Linked DNA regions of Pan troglodytes: region 2 is linked to region 1. Evidence: chromatin contacts called from public Hi-C data. All regions are on one chromosome and are shown on one strand. Each heading gives the region's core, a stretch centred on a gene start, on an enhancer-like site or on the middle of the called end of the contact. The rest is flanking DNA. Distances are from core to core; before and after follow the strand shown.

Region 1 (3,727 bases), core at 514-3,013:
AAAACATTAGGGTAGTGGGGGGGACTGGGAAAAGGGGATGGTTGCTGGGTACAAAAATATAGTTAGATACATAAGTAAGATCTAGAATTTTCTAGCACAGCAGGGTGACCACAGTCAGCACTAATTTGCTGTACATTTTAGAATAACCAAGAGAGTGCAATTGGAATGTTCATCACACAGAAATGATGAATGCTGGGGGTGATGGAAACCCCATTTACCCTAATGTGATTATAATACAAAGATCTCATGTGTCCCATAAATCTATACACCTACTATGTACCCATAAAAATTAACAATTAAAAATTTTTAAATTAAAAATATAGGTCAGGCAAGGTGGCTCACATCTGTAATCCCAAAACTTTGGGAGGCTAAGGTGAGAAGATCGCTTAAGCCCAGGTGTTCAAGACCAGCCTGGGCAACATAGCAAGACCTAATCTCTGCCAAAAATAGAAACAAACATAGCCAGGCATGGTGGCTTACGCCTATAATCCCAGCACTTTGGGAGGCCGAGGCAGGCGGATCACCTGAGGTTAGAAGTTCGAGATTAGCCTGGCCAACATGGTGAAACCCCGTCTCTACTAAAAATACAAAAAAATTAGCTGGGCGTGTTAGTGCACGCCTGTAATCCTAGCTCCTCAGGAGGCTGAGGCAGGAGAATCGCTTGAACCCATGAGGCAGAGGCTGCAGTCAGCCGAGATCGCACCACTGCACTCCAGCCTGGGCGACAAAGCAAGACTGCGTCTCAAAAAAGAAAAAAAAAATTAGCTGGGTGTGGTGATGCCTGCCTGTGGTCTCAGCTATTTGGGAGGCTGAGGTAGGACGAACGCCTGAGTCCGGGAGGTGGAGACTGCAGTGAGCTGTAACGCCACCATTGCACTCCAGCCTGGGCAACAGAACAAGACCCTGTCTGAAAAATAAAAATTTAAAATTAGAGATATATAGATATACACAACATAAACTGCACTCCACCCCTTTTAAGGCTAAATCGTACTGCATGGTATGCTCCCTCCCTAGGACTGATGTGTCTCGAGGGGGCCTCTTAGCTGCTGGGTGCAGCTGCCCAAGGGGGCACTGCGGGGCCCGATGCCGCCGTCCATCCAGGTCACCACTGCACCTCCACGACCACCCACAGGGGCCCCACTTTGCAGGCGAGAGCCCCGGGCTCAGAGGCCAGTGGCCGGCCTGCGCAAGGACACGCAGCAGGTGAACCCTCCGCAAGGCGAGGAGCAGGGCTGGGACGGGCCGGGGGCGCCTCTCCGCCCCCCTCCCCTGCCCGGCCGCAGAGCCCGGCCCCGCCCCGGGCCCTGCTCGCGGCCCGCCCTGTGCCGCCACTGCGCAAGCGCAGGAGGAGCAGCGCGGCGCAGCCTTAAGGCGCATGCGCGGGCGGCGCAGAATTGCGGAAGACTCCGTTCCCCTGGCGTGAATCCGCCGATCCGGGCTTTGGGGCCCGCCGGGAGCTCTGTTTATAAACACACCGCGCGGCTGCCGGCGAGGGGTAACCCTAAGGGGAGTGGGGTCAGAGGTCAGCGGGCGCGGGGTCGCCGGCCGTGAGACCGGCCCCGCAACCCTCGGGGACTCCTGGCTGCGCAGCGTGGCCAGCCGGACCGCCCTACCGCGGACCGGGGCTGCCGGGGCGCCACGTGGTGCGCACGTGGTCCGGCCCCGGCGCGGCAGCTCCCCTCCCCCACCGCGCGAGCCTGGCCGCGGCGCCCGCTGGCGGCGCGGCGTTGCATATTGCGCGTGCGCACGACTCGTCTCGAGGCGCCTTCCGGTGGCGCGGCGGGGTCGGTTGCCTCCTCGCGACGGCTGCGCCGGGATATTCCGGGGCGGTGGGGTCGCCTGCCCAATGTCGGGTGCGCGAGTGACGGGTGGAAGCCGGATTAGTGCGCGTTCTTCAAGGCTCCAAAGGGAGGAGGGAGCCTCCGAGAGTCCACGTGGGGCCGGTGGGATTCGCAGGGTCCGTTTTCTAAACATTGGGTGTCCTCGAACCTGGGGGCGCGGGCTGTGTCCGCCTCCAGCAGGGATGACCATGCCTGGGTCAGTGGCTGCGTAAATAAATAAACGAATGGGGGAGGAAATTGATAAAATATTAAGAGTGTTGTTTCAGATTTTTTACTATGTCACCTCTTACAGATTTATGAGAGTTTGTTGTTGTTTTTTGGAGAAGAGGGGTCTCCCTATGTTACCCAGGCTGGTCTCAAACTCCTGGGCTCAATCCATCCGTCCGCCTCAGCCTCCTGAAGTGCTGGGATTACAGGCGTGAGCCATGATGCCCGGCCTGTTGATGAGATTCTACGTGAAATATATTGGGCGTTACCTAAGCACTCAGTCAGTGGTAGTTCTTATAGTTCTTGCTTAAAAACAGAAAGAAATGTCATACCCTATTCTAAAAGGATTTGAGAAAGGTTTGCAAAGACTAAAAAGCAAGTGGCAGGGAAAAATAAAAACATAACGCAAACTTCCTCCTGACTTTTTCTGCCATTTTATAGCAAAGGCTCAGAATTGCATTGCCATTGTCGGTTGTTTCGGTAAAATTAGTGTTCCTCAAGTTATCTACTCCAGGGACATTTTTTTTTTCTTGAGACAGTGTCTTACTCTGTTGCCCAGGCTCGAGTGCAGTGGCACAACCATGGCTCACTGCAGTCTCAGCCTCCGGGGCTCAAGTGATTCTCCTGCTTCAGTCTCCCGAGTAGCCGGGATTATAGGCGCGAGCCTCCATGCCCAGCTAATTTTTGTATTAATGTATTTGATAGGAGACAGGGTTTTGCCATGTTACCCAGGCTGGTTTCGAACTCCTGGCTTCAAGTAATCCTCCCACCTTAGCCTCCCAAAGTGCTGAGATTACAGGCGTGAGTCACCACACCCAGCTCAGCAATATCCTTTATTATTTTATTTTTTATTTTTGTAGAAACGAGTCTCACTGTATTGCGCAGGCTGGTTTCAAACGCCTGGCCTCAAGCAATCCTCCCACCTCAGCCTCCCAAAGGGCTCGGATTACAGGTCTGAGCCACCGCTGCCAGCGCATCTTGAATACAGTCATGCATCGCTTGGGAAAGGGGATACCTTCTGAGAAATACATTGTTAGGCAATTTCATCCTTGTGTGAACATCATAGTGTGTAATTCCACAAACCTGGATGGTACAGCCTGTTGCTCTTAAGCTACAAACCTTTAACAGCATGTTAATGTGCTGAATAATATGAGCAATTGTAACACAATGGTAAGTATTTACGTATGTAAACGTAGAAAAGAGAAGGTAGGCCGGGCGCGGTGGCTCACGCCTGTAATCCCAGCACTTTGGGAGGCCGAGGCTGGCGGATCACGAGGTCAGGAGATCGAGACCATCCTGGCTAACACGGTGAAACCCCCGTCTCTACTAAAAATACAAAAAAAATAGCCGGGCGTGGTGGCGGGCGCCTGTAGTCCCAGCTACTCGGGAGGCTGAGGTAGGAGAATGGAGTGAACCCAGGAGGCGGAGCTTGCAGTGAGCTGAGATCACGCCACTGCACTCCAGCCTGGGCAACAGAGTGAGACTCCATCTCAAAAAAAAAAAAAAGTAAAGATATAGTATTATAATCTTACGGTATTATAATCTTAGAGGACCACTATCATATATGGCGTGGATGGTTGGCTTATTGCATGATAGTAAATACCTACTATGTGCCAGATACTGCTCTGGACTCTGAGGTGCCTGGGTAACCTCTATTTAGGTCAACGGAAAATCTAAAC
Region 2 (3,727 bases), core at 565-3,064, 100 kb after region 1:
AGGGACAGTGCCGCTGCGGAAAGGCGAGGCCCCGGGCTCAGGCCGGGCATGGTCACCTGTGTGACTCTGTGCGGTCACTTCAGCCCCCCACCTTCCCGGGCTCGGTTCCCGTCTGAGCCAGTGCTGTGACGTCATGACCCTCTGGGATGACGATGATGGTGAATCCTAAGTGACCGAAAGCCTGGTGTGTGCCCGCCTGGCCCTGTGCTGAGCAGTGCACATGCAGTATTTTATGCAGTCCATACAGCTTTGAGAATGTTCCAGAAGTAGATAGTGGTGATGGTTATTCAATTTTGTGAATATCCTAAAAGTCACTTTAAAGAGTGAACTGGCCCGGCGCGGTGGCTCACACCGGTAATGCCAGCACTGTGGGAGGCCAAGGCGGGTGGATCACTTGAAGCCAGGAGTTTGAGATCAGCCTGGGCAACATGGTGAAACCCCGTCTCTACTAAAAATACAAAAATCAGCCAGGCATGGTGCCACATGTCTGTAATCCCAGCTACTCGGGAGGCTGAGGCAGGAGACTGGCTTGAACCCAGGAGGTGAAGGTTGCAGTGAGCTGAGATCACGCGACTGCACTCCAGCCTGGGCGATAGAGCGAGACTCCATTTCTAAGTAAATAAATAAATGGTGAATTGTATGTTATGGGAATTGCATCTGAAGAAAGCAGTTGAGCACAGTATATGTACTTAAGTCTTCACCTAGTACCACCTTAAAGGCGCTGTAGAAATGGTGGCCAAGACCAGCTCACGTGCTAGTGGAAGCTCACACCAGAAGATGCTGGTCCTGCTGCTTTTGGGGTGGGTAGCAAAGGCCTCAGGTCCAGAGAGAAGCAGGCCAGGCAGCGATCCGGGGCTCCTGAGGAAGGGCTAGGCCAGCGCCCCCGCCTTAGCCTGGCAGTGGGTTATAAATCAGCAGGTTGTAATCCAGCTAAACAGAAGCTTTTTTTTTTTTTTTTTTTTTTTTTTTTTTTTTTTGAGACGGAGTCTTGCTCTGTCGCCCAGGCTGGAGTGCAGTGGCGTAATCTCGGCTCAGTGCAACCTCCACCTCCCTGGTTCAAGCAATTCCCCTGTCTCAGCCTTGAGAGTAGGTGGGAATACAGGCACATGCCACCACGCCCAGCTAATTTTTGTGTATTTTTAGTAGAGATGGGGTTTCACTGTATTGAAAGAAAAATGTTTTGGTTTGCTCCGGGAGGGGGCTTAAAAAAATAAAACTATTTCCCAGTGTTAATCCAAATTTGCATAGTAAAGTCGCTTTTATTACAAGAGAGGTCGTGGTTTGCGAAGGACTTAAGTGATACCTGTGTTTTAAATTACGGCAGGGAAAATACTGTTTATTTTTATTTTATCTTAGCTTCAGGGGGTACACGTGCATATTTGTGACATGGGTATATTACATACTGGTGGGGATTGCGCTTCTGGGGTTCCCGTTACCTAAAGGGTGAACCGCGTACCCCGTAGGTCATCTTTCACCCCTCGCCCTCTCCCGCCTCCCTTCCTGCTTAGGAGTCCCAGTTTCTCATTGTTTCGATCTTCCTGTTCCCGGGTACTCACTGTTCAGCCACTGCTTGTAAGCAAGAGCAGGCGCTGTGAGGTATTGTTTCTGAGTTAGTTCACTTGGGACAAGGGCCTCCAGCTCCATCGCGTTGCTGCCCAGGTCAAGATTTCATTCTTTTTTATAGCTGGGAGTAAAGAAATTGTGTACTGAGCACCTGAAGCTCTTGCAGCTGGAGCTGTTCTGGGAAGCTGGGTGGCGGCCTCCTGTGACTGCGAGTCCCCGTCAGGGGGTGCGAGCAGCTCCCTGGGCCTGCACCCGCCCTGCTCTTGCTGCGGGAGCCAGGAAGGTGGGGGGCCACCCCTTTCCCCTCCTTCCGCCCAGTCCTGTTCTTTGAAACCGCCCTGTGCAAAGACCGGATTCTTGTTAGGGAGAATTCTGCGCGGAGAAAGCAGTAAGTTAGGGACTGGCTGTCTGGCTTTTTGGCCTTCCATTGTTACAATAAAAGCCTCTCTGTTTACATCCGTTTATCTTAGCACCGTGGAATTCAATTGAGTGTTTAGAAACCTCAGAGGCCCTTGAGGTTTTCCCTGCCAAGATACTTTTCAGTTTGAGTTTCTGCTGTAGGGTGGAGCCGGTGTGTTTACAAACACTCCCTGCCCTTCCCTGCCACCTCCCCACTCTCCTCCTCTCTGGCTGCGCTCCCTAACAGATCGGGAGGTGGGAGCGGGGCCAGGCCAGAAGAGCTGGCTGCCTGCAAGGCTGTCCCCTCCCGGTGCCGCCCCGCCTCCGCGGTGCCTGCCTTCCTAATTTGGTGTGCATTCGCCTCGCCAGTCCTCATTGGCCGTGGAGTGGCTGGCTCGGTGTAGGCCGGGCTCGCCCAGGGCCCCTCATTCCCAGGAGTCGGGAGTGGCTTGGGAGCGGCTTTTTCCTGGGGGAGCCTCCCTGATCAGCTGCCCCTGCCCCCGCCCGCCGCCCCACCCTCCTGCCTTCCTTTCCGTTTCTCGCAGGCCCTCGCTCCTTTTCCCAGGGTGGGTGGGTATGGGTGTGGGTGTGTGGTTGTGTGTGTGTGTGTGTGTGTGTGTGTGTGTGTGTGTTTCTGATTTATTTTTTTCTGCCCTGAAGTACTCCACCCAGAAAATGAATGAACTCTCTTTGAAATAAATTCTGCTATCTTTAGCAGAAGTTTGACCTTTTCTTTCCTTTTTGCAAAGAAGGGTTTTTACAGGCCAGGCGCGCGGTGGCTTAGGCCTGTAATCCCAGCACTTTGGGAGGCTGAGGCAGGCGGATCACCTGAGATCAGGAGTTCGAGACCAGCCTGGTCAACACTGTGAAACCCCATCTCTACTAAAAATACAAAAATTAGCCAGGTGTGTAATCCAAGCTACTCGGGAGGCTGAGGCAGGAGAATTGCTTGAACCTAGGAGGCAGAGGTTGCAGTGAACCAAGGTTGCACCACTCCAGACTGGGCGGCAGAGCGAGACTCCATCTCAAAAAAAAAAAAAAAGTGTTTTTAGGAAGGAATTAAAGTATTTAATGAAAGAATTAAAGTAGTTAATCATTTTCTAGGTTCCATCAGACAGACACCAGTCTAAAAAGTGTTCCTTAGAGGTAGAGTTTTAAGAAAACTGCTGAAATTCAGTGAAAGGACATTGCACAGAGAGTGACTGTTTTTGCTCATGAGGGCAAGACTTCAGGAGCTGTTTCTCTTAAGGCTTTTCCTGATTTCTCCAACGTGGAGATCAAAAATGAAAGTAACTCGTACAATTCGGCGAAGGTCAGCCGTATGTAAATATACAGTAAAAATGCAGCAACTGACTTCAAAATCTTTCCCTTTTAATCATGATTTTTAAACAGTTCTGTCTTATTGCTAGATAACATTCAGTCCTAACTTGGTTTATGTTGTTTTGTAAAGTTAGAGGTCTTTTGAGTTTGGAGGTTATTGGATCTACGTTAGAAATACTCTTTTTCTGACAACTTTGGTTCCTTCCTGCAGGGTGATTCATCTCTTTCAAAGTTTCTGGTTGGCTGGGCGTGGTGACGCACTTTGGGAAGCTGAGGCAGGAGGATTGCTTGAGGCCAGGAGTTCCAGACAAGCCTGGGCAATATAGTGAGACCCCATCTCTAAAAAAAAAAAAATTTTGTTAATTAGCCAGGTGCAGTGGCTCATGTCTTTAGACCCAGCTACTCGGGAGGCTGAGGCAGGAGGATCGCTTGAGCCCAGCAGTTG

The links. Hi-C and Micro-C count contacts between places; a contact is called where the count stands out from the background.
Region 2: a Hi-C map of stem cell-derived neural progenitor cells shows a contact between it and region 1, with 3 times the contacts expected there. The contact joins the enhancer-like site here to the promoter of FOXK1 in region 1. A contact is called at or near these places in 1 of 7 Hi-C or Micro-C datasets (stem cell-derived neural progenitor cells) and 1 of 1 other capture datasets (stem cell-derived neural stem cells).

The regions. Positions count from the first base shown.
Region 1 is chr6:10,567,783-10,571,509 of NHGRI_mPanTro3-v2.0_pri, forward strand. FOXK1 (forkhead box K1) reads left to right here and starts at 1,764. Exons shown (of 11, transcript XM_063815212.1): 1 at 1,764-2,037. The coding sequence starts at 1,847.
Region 2 is chr6:10,670,482-10,674,208 of NHGRI_mPanTro3-v2.0_pri, forward strand. All of the region lies in intron 4 of FOXK1 (forkhead box K1), which reads left to right. Among named protein-coding and RNA genes, the nearest start is that of AP5Z1, 30 kb to the right of the region's middle. Within about 2 kb of position 1,815, at least 16 of the 24 cell types and tissues checked have an H3K27ac peak or open chromatin away from gene starts, as enhancers often do. A contact at or near this core is called in stem cell-derived neural progenitor cells and stem cell-derived neural stem cells, where this site is marked.